Regions from separate parts of the Oryctolagus cuniculus genome. Here region 1 is linked to region 2. A link is a contact called in public Micro-C data. All regions are on one chromosome and are shown on one strand. Each heading gives the region's core, a stretch centred on a gene start, on an enhancer-like site or on the middle of the called end of the contact. The rest is flanking DNA. Distances are from core to core; before and after follow the strand shown. Region 1 holds the start of CDK5R1 (cyclin dependent kinase 5 regulatory subunit 1). Region 2 overlaps MYO1D (myosin ID).

Region 1 (4,324 bases), core at 462-2,961, 120 kb after region 2:
CTGGCCGCATCTTCTGGGTCTTGCACAAGGTCTGTGAGCTCCAAAGTACCCAGAGGTGCCGGTGAGGCCAAAAACGCACCCGGAGGAGAGACGGTGGGAAGGGAGAGCGCCCCGGCGGCTTCGCTAGACACGTACTGTACACAAAACTCCGATTCTGTTTAATAAATTTTTAAAAACGCACGGAACCCGCGAGCCCCCGGCGTGGGCCCCGGGGCTCACCGGTCGAGCCCGAGGAGGAGTCGCTTCTTGTCCTCCTGGCTGCTCTCGTTCTTGAGGTCGGAGAAGACCTGTGTGAAGTAGTGGGGGTCGGCGTTGATCTGCAGCATCTTGGAGCTCATGAGGTTGATGACGGAGAGGCAGCGGTCCCAAAAGGCCTCCTTGCGGCTCTCCACCAGGAAGGGCTTGAGGGGGTAGGAGATCTCGTTGCCCATGTAGGAGTAGGAGAGGTACAGGCAGGTCAGCAGCACGGCCTGGAGCTCGTGGTCCGAGCCCACCTCGGAGGAGATGACATCCCGGCAGAGCATGTACAGGAAGACCACGTTGGCCGGCGTGATGAAGCCCTGGTCCTGCCAGCCCTGCAGCAGGAGCGAGCGGTCCACACTGCGCAGCCAGAGCACGGGGTCCGTGGGGGACAGGTGCTTCAGGCGGTAGCACCGGCGGCACAGGAACTCGCCCAGGCAGCGCAGTAGCTCGCTGGTGGACGCCTGGACGATGACCCGCTTGGGCGTCCCCGCGGAGCTGACGGCGGGATGCGGGGCCTTCTTCACGGAGGAGGAGCCCCCGGTCTGGGAGCCCGGGAGCTGGCTGGCCGCGGGCGCGGGCGGCTGGGCCGGCGGGGGCTGGGCGAACGTGGACAGGTTGGCGCACGACAGCGACTTCTTCAGGTTCTCATTGTTGAGGTGCGTGATGTTGTTCTGGTAGCTGCTGTTGGGCTGCACCTTCTTGGAGTTCTTCTTCTTGGCCGACACGGCCACGATCCTCTTCCACGGGAGCACGGAGATGATGGAGTGCCGCTTCAGGTTCTTGTCCTTGGCGTTCTTGCTGTTCTGCACGGCCGTGTAGTGGCCCACGGTGGCCGCGCCATCCTCAAACAGCGCGGCCTTCCGGTAGCTGGGGGACAGGGACAGCACCGTGCCCATGGTGCCGCTGCACGCCCAGCCTGCCGGCCGGCGGGGAACACCAGCTCACCGCGCCTGTGGCCGCCCCGGGGAGCAAAGCGGGCGCTCCTAGGACGCGTGCGGCCCCTCGGATCTGCGTGGAAAACAAGATGGTTCTCAGCACCAGGCGGGGCTCCGCGCCTCGGCGGCGGCCCCCACGGACCCAGGCCCAGGCCCCCGCTGCGGGGGCCCTCGCCCCAGGCTCTGCGGCCCCGCCCGCGCCCGCGCGCCGCAGCCTCGCCGTCTCCACTGCGGCACCCCCGCCCGCCGCCGCCGCCGCCGCTGCGGTCCCGAGGCGCAGCCGGGAGGGGCCCGGGCTCGGGCGGAGGCAGCCGCAGACCCTAGCCTCGACACCCCGCGCGGCCCCTGCCCCGGCTCCCGGGGCGGCGAGACGCTCGCCCAGCGCAGGCTTACCCGGCAGGCGGGGGCTCCTGCGCTCCGGGCCCTCCGCAGTGCGCGCCGCGGCTCCGCCGCCGCGATCCCGGCGCTCGGCGGCGGTGGCGGCGCTGCCGAAGCTTCTGTCCAAGGTTCTGCAGGCGCCGCGGCCCCGCCCCCCGCCCGGCCGCCCTCGCCGCGCTCGCGCTCCCGCCTCCGCCCCCGGCGCGCACCCCACAGGCCGTCCTCTCGGGAGCGAGCGAGCGCCGTGCGCGCGCCGAGCCCAGGCGGGCCCGGTCTGACCCGGGAGCCGCGGCCACCGGCGTCCTCAGCCCGAGCTGCGCGCGGTGCGACAGGACGCAGCCGCGAGCGAGGGGCGGCGGGGACACGCGGCGCCGGCCCCTCCCGCACTGCTCGCCGCCGCCCCGGCAGCGGTCCGGTCGCGCGAGGGTCCCGGGCGCTCGCGCAGGCGAGCTCGGCCGGCGGGGCGCGCCGGGGCCGGGCGGGGCCGAGCGCCGACCCCGCCCGCCGCGCCGCGCCGCCCCGCCCAGACACGTGCTGCCTTTGTTCCCGCCGCGGCGCCCGCAGCTGCCGGCCGAGCCCCGGGCCTGGCAACGCGCAGCGGGCCCTCCGCCGAGGCCGCGCCCGGAGCCCGTTCCCAGGAGCTGGGGAAAAGAAGGCTGCGGCGGGGAGAGGCGAGGCCGTTCCTGAAGCCGCCTGAGAACCACGCGCACCCCCGGTGGCGGCGGTCCCCCGGGGGCCTCCGTTTCCTCGCGCGGCGGTCTCAGAAATCCAGGCCGCGGCCGCGTTCCGCACTCCAAACCTGCCGTGGAGCCCCGGGCGGGCGACTCACCCTCACCTGTCAGGGCAACGCGGAAGCGACTGCTCCTCCAACCAGCCTCTGCCTCGGATGTTTTCCCTTCTACACCCGCCTGATCTGACAACCTGACGCCAATAAAACTGCGTAAAATCCCGGTCCCAGTAAGAGCCGTTCCTCAGACGTGACCCCAGGCCCTTGGCCAAGACCACTGTTCACTTAGTGCTTTTGATCGGGTGGTAACCTCTTCTCTGCCGGGGGTGCAGAGGTGAACGAACACCCAATTCCCTGACACTGAGCTGGCACCACGCCGAACCTTGCTGCCGTCGAGTCAGGAAGCGCTAGCATTCAGTTACCTATCAACCAGAAGTCGTTCATGGTGGCGACGCAGTTTTAGGAACCTTGGTGCCGGCGCAGGCATTACTCTGTACCCAAAGGGCTGCTCCCTGCCCCCCCCCCACACACACACACAAAGCGAGTTTATCCCTGCAGAACCACCACAGCAGCTGTTGCTGATTTAGAAGGCCGAGTCAGCTCAGCGTGCCCCTTTGAAGTTCCGCAGTATACAACTGTCTTAGTCCATTTTCCGTTGCTAAAACACAACACCTGAGCACTGGGTGATCCATAAAGAAAAGAGGTGTACCTGGCAGCCAAATCCGCTCAGCTTCAGTGGCTTCGGCTCAGCAAGGCAGAGGAGCAAGCCGGCAGGCACGTGGAGAGGCACGTGTACCAGCGAGAGGAAGGTTTTTTATAGCCACCCACTCTGCAATAACCACCCACCACCCATTCCCCCGAAAACCACAGTAGCTCCTTCAAGGGGGTGGAGCCTCCATGACTTTAAAGCTCCCACCTCCTGCCAATGCTGTTAACACTGGAGACCAGGCCTTGTGGGCTTTGGTGAAGACAAGCCATGGACACAGCAACAATCCTACCTGCTTTTCAGGTGGGGCAGTCCTCCGCCTTCAGGGCAAGACACTCAAAGTTGCTCCTGGCTGTTCCAGTCCTCTGGTCCACTGTCTGTCCTCCTAAGGCCAAGCTCAACCCCAGCCCGTGCCTCCAGCCCTCAGCGGAGATGGCCAAGCCCCCTTCAAATGCTCATGTGGAGCTAAACACTCTCCATTTCCCAAATTATGCCAGAGTCCTAAGCCTGTGATCCACCCCTCAGAAGAAAACTCAACCTCAATTCTAACTATTCAGTTCCCAAGCCAGAAGAACCCCTGCATGGGCCTTTCCCAGCCTGCCTGCAGTTTTTTTCTTTTTAAGATTTTTATTTGAGAAGCAGAGTTACAGAGAGAGAGGCAGATTTTCCACCTGCTGGTTCACTCCCCCAAATAGCCACAGCTGGGCTGACCCAAAGTCAAGAGCCAGGAGCCTCTTCCCAGGTCTCCCATGTGGGTGCAGGGACCCAAGGACTTGGGCCATCTCCTACTGCTTGCCCAGGTCATCAGCAGGGAGCTGGATCAGAAGTGCAGCAGCCAGGACTGGAACCAGTGCCCATGTGAGATGCCGACACCAAAAGCAGAGGGCTGGTCTACTATGCCACAGCACCAGCCCTGCCTGCATCCCGCATTCCCGCCTGCTCTCTTACCTTTGCCCTGTCAGCCAAAAGCACCTTCAAAAAGAGCTCCTTGGCGCAAGTGACCCAAACTTCTCACACCTGCCAGGGGCAAAACTGCGTCCAGCTGAGAAGCAACGGCCCTGACAGCCCACTTGTAGCTGTGCCTGAGGGACAGGTTTCTTCAGGAACCCCACCCACCCGCTGTGCCCGCTCCAAGGCACCACTCACAGCTGGTGCTCACCCACTCCCCACCCCCAGCTCCCACCAGTGCTCCAGTCGGGAGGCAGGAAGGGCCAAACAAGGACCCAGAAGGCAGGTCTGGCTGAATGCTGCAAGGCTGTTTTCATCCCTGTCATCTTCACCAGAGAACCATGGGGTCCTACCAGTCAGCCTACTTACCCTGTGGCCCACCCCTAG
Region 2 (4,621 bases), core at 1,484-3,983:
CTATGCACAGCCTTGTCTTGACTGCGAGGCCAGACGTCTGCCCCTAGTGCTTGTGTTCCTGTCCAACAGGCAATTCCCTGCACAGTCCCTCTGGACACTTCCTGACATGACGTGGAGAATTCCCACAGTCCATCCAGGGCACGTCTGATGTATTCCCTCCCCCGTGGCTGGTGGTGGTCCTCAGGCCTAAGCCACATTTGGATCGTGGTATCAGGAGGTATTGGACACCAGCTCCATGGTTAGGTTTGCTCAGTAGGAAAGAGGAGAGGGAGAGAGGAGCTTCGGTGAGCCAGGTTCACTTGCATCCTTAGGTCATCTAACACCTGCAGCTGTCCCCATCTCGCAGCGAGGATCCTGGTCTTTGTCACACTGGCCCAGAAGTTGTGCTCATGAAGCCCCCCGCATGGGTGAGACTCAGCTGACGCTGCACCTTGGCAACGTGTCTAGGCCGTCTCAGAGCCTCGTTGTCGTAAGTTCTTCCTGCAGAAAGCGTTCCTTCTGTTTCCTGACTGCTTCCAGCCAGGTGCTGTGGGACAAGTGTTGCGGCTTTCCTCACACACCATAGCAACCTCAACCAGTGGCTAGCCCTGTAGCCCTGTGAGTTAAGCCTCTGCTGCAGACACCCACATCCCCTATCAGAGTGTCAGCTTGAGTTCCAGCTGCTCCACTTGCAGTCCAGTTTTCTGCGAATACACACTGTGGAAGGCAGCAGATGATGTCTCAGTGCTTGGGCCCCTGCCACCCGTGTAGGAGAGCCAGACAGAGTTCCCAGGCTCCTGGCTTCGGCTTGACCCAGCCCTATCTGTTGCAGGCATTTGGGAAGTGAACCAGCATATGGAAGATCAGTGTGTGTGTGTGTGTGTGTGTGTGAGAAAGAGAGAGAGAGAGACAGAGAGAGAGAGAGAGAGACAGAGAGAGATTGCCTTTCAAGTAGATGAAAGCAACTTGAAAAACTCAACCAACTCCACTATCTTTACGTGTCCTAATTCACTGAACTTGTGTAACTCAGCAATAAGAGCGAACCCTGACTGCTCGACTTTGACAGGCACATTAGCCACAAACCTTCTGAAGCACCCTCACATGTATGTGCACAGGCACACGGCTGTGGGTGTGGTATACACACATGCAGGGGTCTTGTATGAACACAAGGTTTCATCACCTAGGAGTGCAATCACTCAGTCCAGCAGCTAGACCAAGTTTAGCTCTGCAGGAGCCGCCAGCTGTCTCCCACAGCGGCTGCTTCACCGTCTCACCACTACTGGGCATGGGGTGTTCTTTTAGCCCTTCTGATAGGTGTCTTATCGTCTACTTTCCAGTACCCTAAACCAGATGGCAGCACACTGAGGCCTCATCTTTAAGAGAACAATCTCTCTAGTTTCTAACAAATAGGTTTGTGTTCAGGAGATAAAGGCTGCCTTTATTATTATTATTATTTGAAAGGCAGAGAGAGAAGGGATCTTCAGTCCACTGGTTCACACCTCCAAATTTTATTTGAAAGGCAGAGAGAGAGAATGAGAAAGAAAGAGAGAGAGAGAATGAGAAAGAAAGAGAGAGAGAGAGAGAGAGAGAGAGAGAATCTTCAGTCCACTGGTTCATGCCCCAAATAGCTACAGCAGCTGTGGCTGGGCCCGGCCTAAGCCAGGAGCCAGGAGCTTCATCCAGGTCCCCACGTGGGGGCAGGGGCCCAAGCACTTGGGCCATCTTTTGCTGCTTTTCCCAGGAGCATTAGCCGGACAGCTGAACCAGAAGTGGAGCAGCTGGGACAGGAAATAGCGCCCATGTGGCATGCCGGCTTCGCAGGCGGAGGTTTAACCCGCTAAGCCACGACACCCATTCCCTAAATACTGCTCTTTAAACCGAAGGAATAAAAGATAAGTTGGGTGCCTCTACTTCCCCTCTGCTTAGCAAAGATTGTTCCATCAACTTCAAGTTCCCGTTTCATGATGGGCCCCGACACCCGAACAAAGTGGGAACCCATGACAGGTTTTGGAGAATATTGACAGTCAACCCTGTCCTCACAGATGGCCCTGGGAAACAGCGGCCAGCGGCCATCTGAGCGGGAGGTTCCGGTGCCAGGTGGTTGCTTTAGTAGCCGCAGAGTGACTTCCTGCGCGCAAACGCTGGATGCTCAGGAGTCTGTTATTGTCCAGTCATCATCCTCCCCCTTGAAGTCACTGTCTACACCGCACTCTAACTCCTATATCAAATGAAAGCGCTGCTTCCAGCCGAGCTGTGGAGAAAGCGCAGAATGCGGGCCGGGCCGTGGTGTGAGACCGGCTTGTCAGCGGGGCGCTGGGCTCCGGGCGGTGCGAAAGCGGGCGACGCCCCGCACCGCTCCTAACGCATCCAAAACCGCCAGCGGGGGCCCCTGTGGCCCCGAGATTCCTCGTGGAGGCCGCAGTGAAAGGGCAGCCGCCGGGCGGATGCCCACACCAACCCACGTTCCACTCCGCGGGGAGGCGCCCTGGTGCGCGTGCGCGACTGCCCGCAGAGCTCCGCGAGCTGCCGTGGGCTGATGTGCCTCCCGGGCTCGTTTTGCAGGGTGGGGGTCGGTTTTGTTCTGACAGAGCCCCTTTTCTCATCAGTAGGGGCTCGCTGGCTAAGGTAATAGCCGCTTAATTTACCAGATGCCTCTTTTCGCCATGCGGGGAGCACGAGGTAAAGCGACGGTTTTGTGGCGACTCTGTCTGACGTGACTTGCGGGAAGGCGCGCGTTGTGTGTGCTGGGCTGGCGCAGGCGCGAGGCGCCCCCCTCCCCCGCCAAGGCGTTTCCATGGGAACCCGGAGGGGGGGCTGCTGCGGAGGGCTGGCGCCCCGCCCCCAGCCATCCCTGGGGCCTTTAAGCTGTGTTTATTAGTCCTCTTAAATGGAAAGTATATAATCCCGTAATGTCAGGGCCTGAGTGGCACTCGGGTTTATTTATTTATTTAGGTAATAAATTTTCCTTCCTAATTAATTCTCAGCAGGTCCTGGGAGCTGTACCGTCTTGAACATCTTGTGCAAATGTTTGTATTTCTGTCGAACAAAGAGAGTCGCTTAGTAAAATCAGATAATTTTGAAACCGCCTGTTCTTTGAGGGAGGGGGACTGGTGGGTATATAGCAGAGAAATTTAGGGACATACAGATGTCAGAGTCTCTGTTTAATATTCCAGGATTTTATTTTAGTCTGATGGCTTTGGCTGTGAAGCCACCTTTCCCCTCTTCTTATATTTTTTTTTAAAATTCAGTGATTTTACTGTTGGATTTGAATGAGCTACATGGTTTTAAAATGCTTCTGAGAAATGTGACACCTAAGCTGTGTTCTCTCTTTTTTTTTTTTCTTAATAAGAAAGAATACAGAGTTTCAGAGCTCCCCTATTGATTGCCTTCCTGACATGTGTTCAGAAGTAAATGCCTTTTGTTACACTGCTTAGAGATCACTGCTTATGCTAACCAGCACTAAGCAAACCGATTTATCACGGCAGAAGTTGGCGTTTTGGGGCACAAGACAGTCCATTTTCATCAGGACTAGGAAATTCAATTTCACATGTAAAAGATGGATCAAAGCAGTGTGAAAGCAACAGTCATTAGGGCCAATTTATGACTGCTTTAAGAAGCTGTCTTGTTAAAGCAACACAAAACCATTTAGGAACCAAAGTATACAGAAATACATACATGGTCACTTCACTTAGAGGTCAGGTTGCTAGAAGCAAGATCTTAAAATGAAGCCCTGCATGGATTCACACAAAGACAAAGAGCTGTGCCTTCGCAGAAGCAGAGGATGCCACGCTGGTGCGAGAGGGGCTTCCTTTGACAGAGCCGCCTTCCAGAGCCCTTTCTAGGCACTACTACACGTACGTGAGCACCTGCCATGTACCATCCATTTGGCAGGGGTCGGCACAGAGCCTGGACACCCCCACCCCCCAGGCAGACGTGCAGGTGTGGCCACGGGGAGGCTTTGCTCTCGAGAAACTGGTGCTTAGGAAGGTGAAACTGTCGCTCCCACAGTCACAAAGCTCCCAGGGAAGGAGCTGCACGGCACACCCCAGGCTGTCTGCACGAGCACCCAGTCCCCACTCCCTGCTGCCTCCCTCTTATGAAAAACGACACAAGCAACTGAAGTCCGGCTTTAAGAGCAAAGAAACAACAGGGCTAACATTTGCCATATGCCCGATGCCAGGCATTTGCTGGACAACGTGATCATACTATATCTCAATTGTTATAAGACTCCCGTGAGGCAAATAACTTTCATAAATGAAACCAGTTCTCAGAGACATGGATCTCTAGGCTTTCAAAACGAGGTTTTCTGACCTCAAACCCAAGTTAGCCACAAATGTAGGCATCCTCCGGTTTCATTTCCTATGTTGCACTCTCTCATGTTTCCTTTATTTGTTTATGTAAGTCTTTCTTGTATGAATAATTGCTCTCTGAAGTATTTTACCTTAGCCTTTTGAACAGAGGTGATGTGTAGGCCCGAGGGAAACTTAAACAAGGAGGGAGCTTGTCTGTTAGCCCTGCTCTGTGTGTCAAGGTATGACCCATTAGTATACAAAACAGAAAGAGAAAATGTTTTGCTTCATTTCTGCTGGGGGAAAAATATAGCACCTTTGAAGGGAGCTGCTGCATTGTACTTCTGTTTGCA

What was found. Hi-C and Micro-C count contacts between places; a contact is called where the count stands out from the background.
Region 1: a contact with region 2 is called in a Micro-C map of ear pinna, with 2.3 times the contacts expected there. The contact joins the promoter of CDK5R1 here to the enhancer-like site in region 2. A contact is called at or near these places in 2 of 6 Hi-C or Micro-C datasets (ear pinna and an unstated tissue).

What each region holds. Positions count from the first base shown.
Region 1 is chr17:41,588,454-41,592,777 of mOryCun1.1, forward strand. CDK5R1 (cyclin dependent kinase 5 regulatory subunit 1) reads right to left here and starts at 1,712. Exons shown (of 2, transcript XM_008271068.4): 1 at 1,572-1,712; 2 at 76-1,251. The coding sequence starts at 1,139. The coding sequence ends at 216.
Region 2 is chr17:41,463,463-41,468,083 of mOryCun1.1, forward strand. The region is part of intron 20 of MYO1D (myosin ID); the gene reads left to right. Among named protein-coding and RNA genes, the nearest start is that of CDK5R1, 120 kb to the right of the region's middle. Within about 2 kb of position 2,734, at least 1 of the 8 cell types and tissues checked has an H3K27ac peak or open chromatin away from gene starts, as enhancers often do.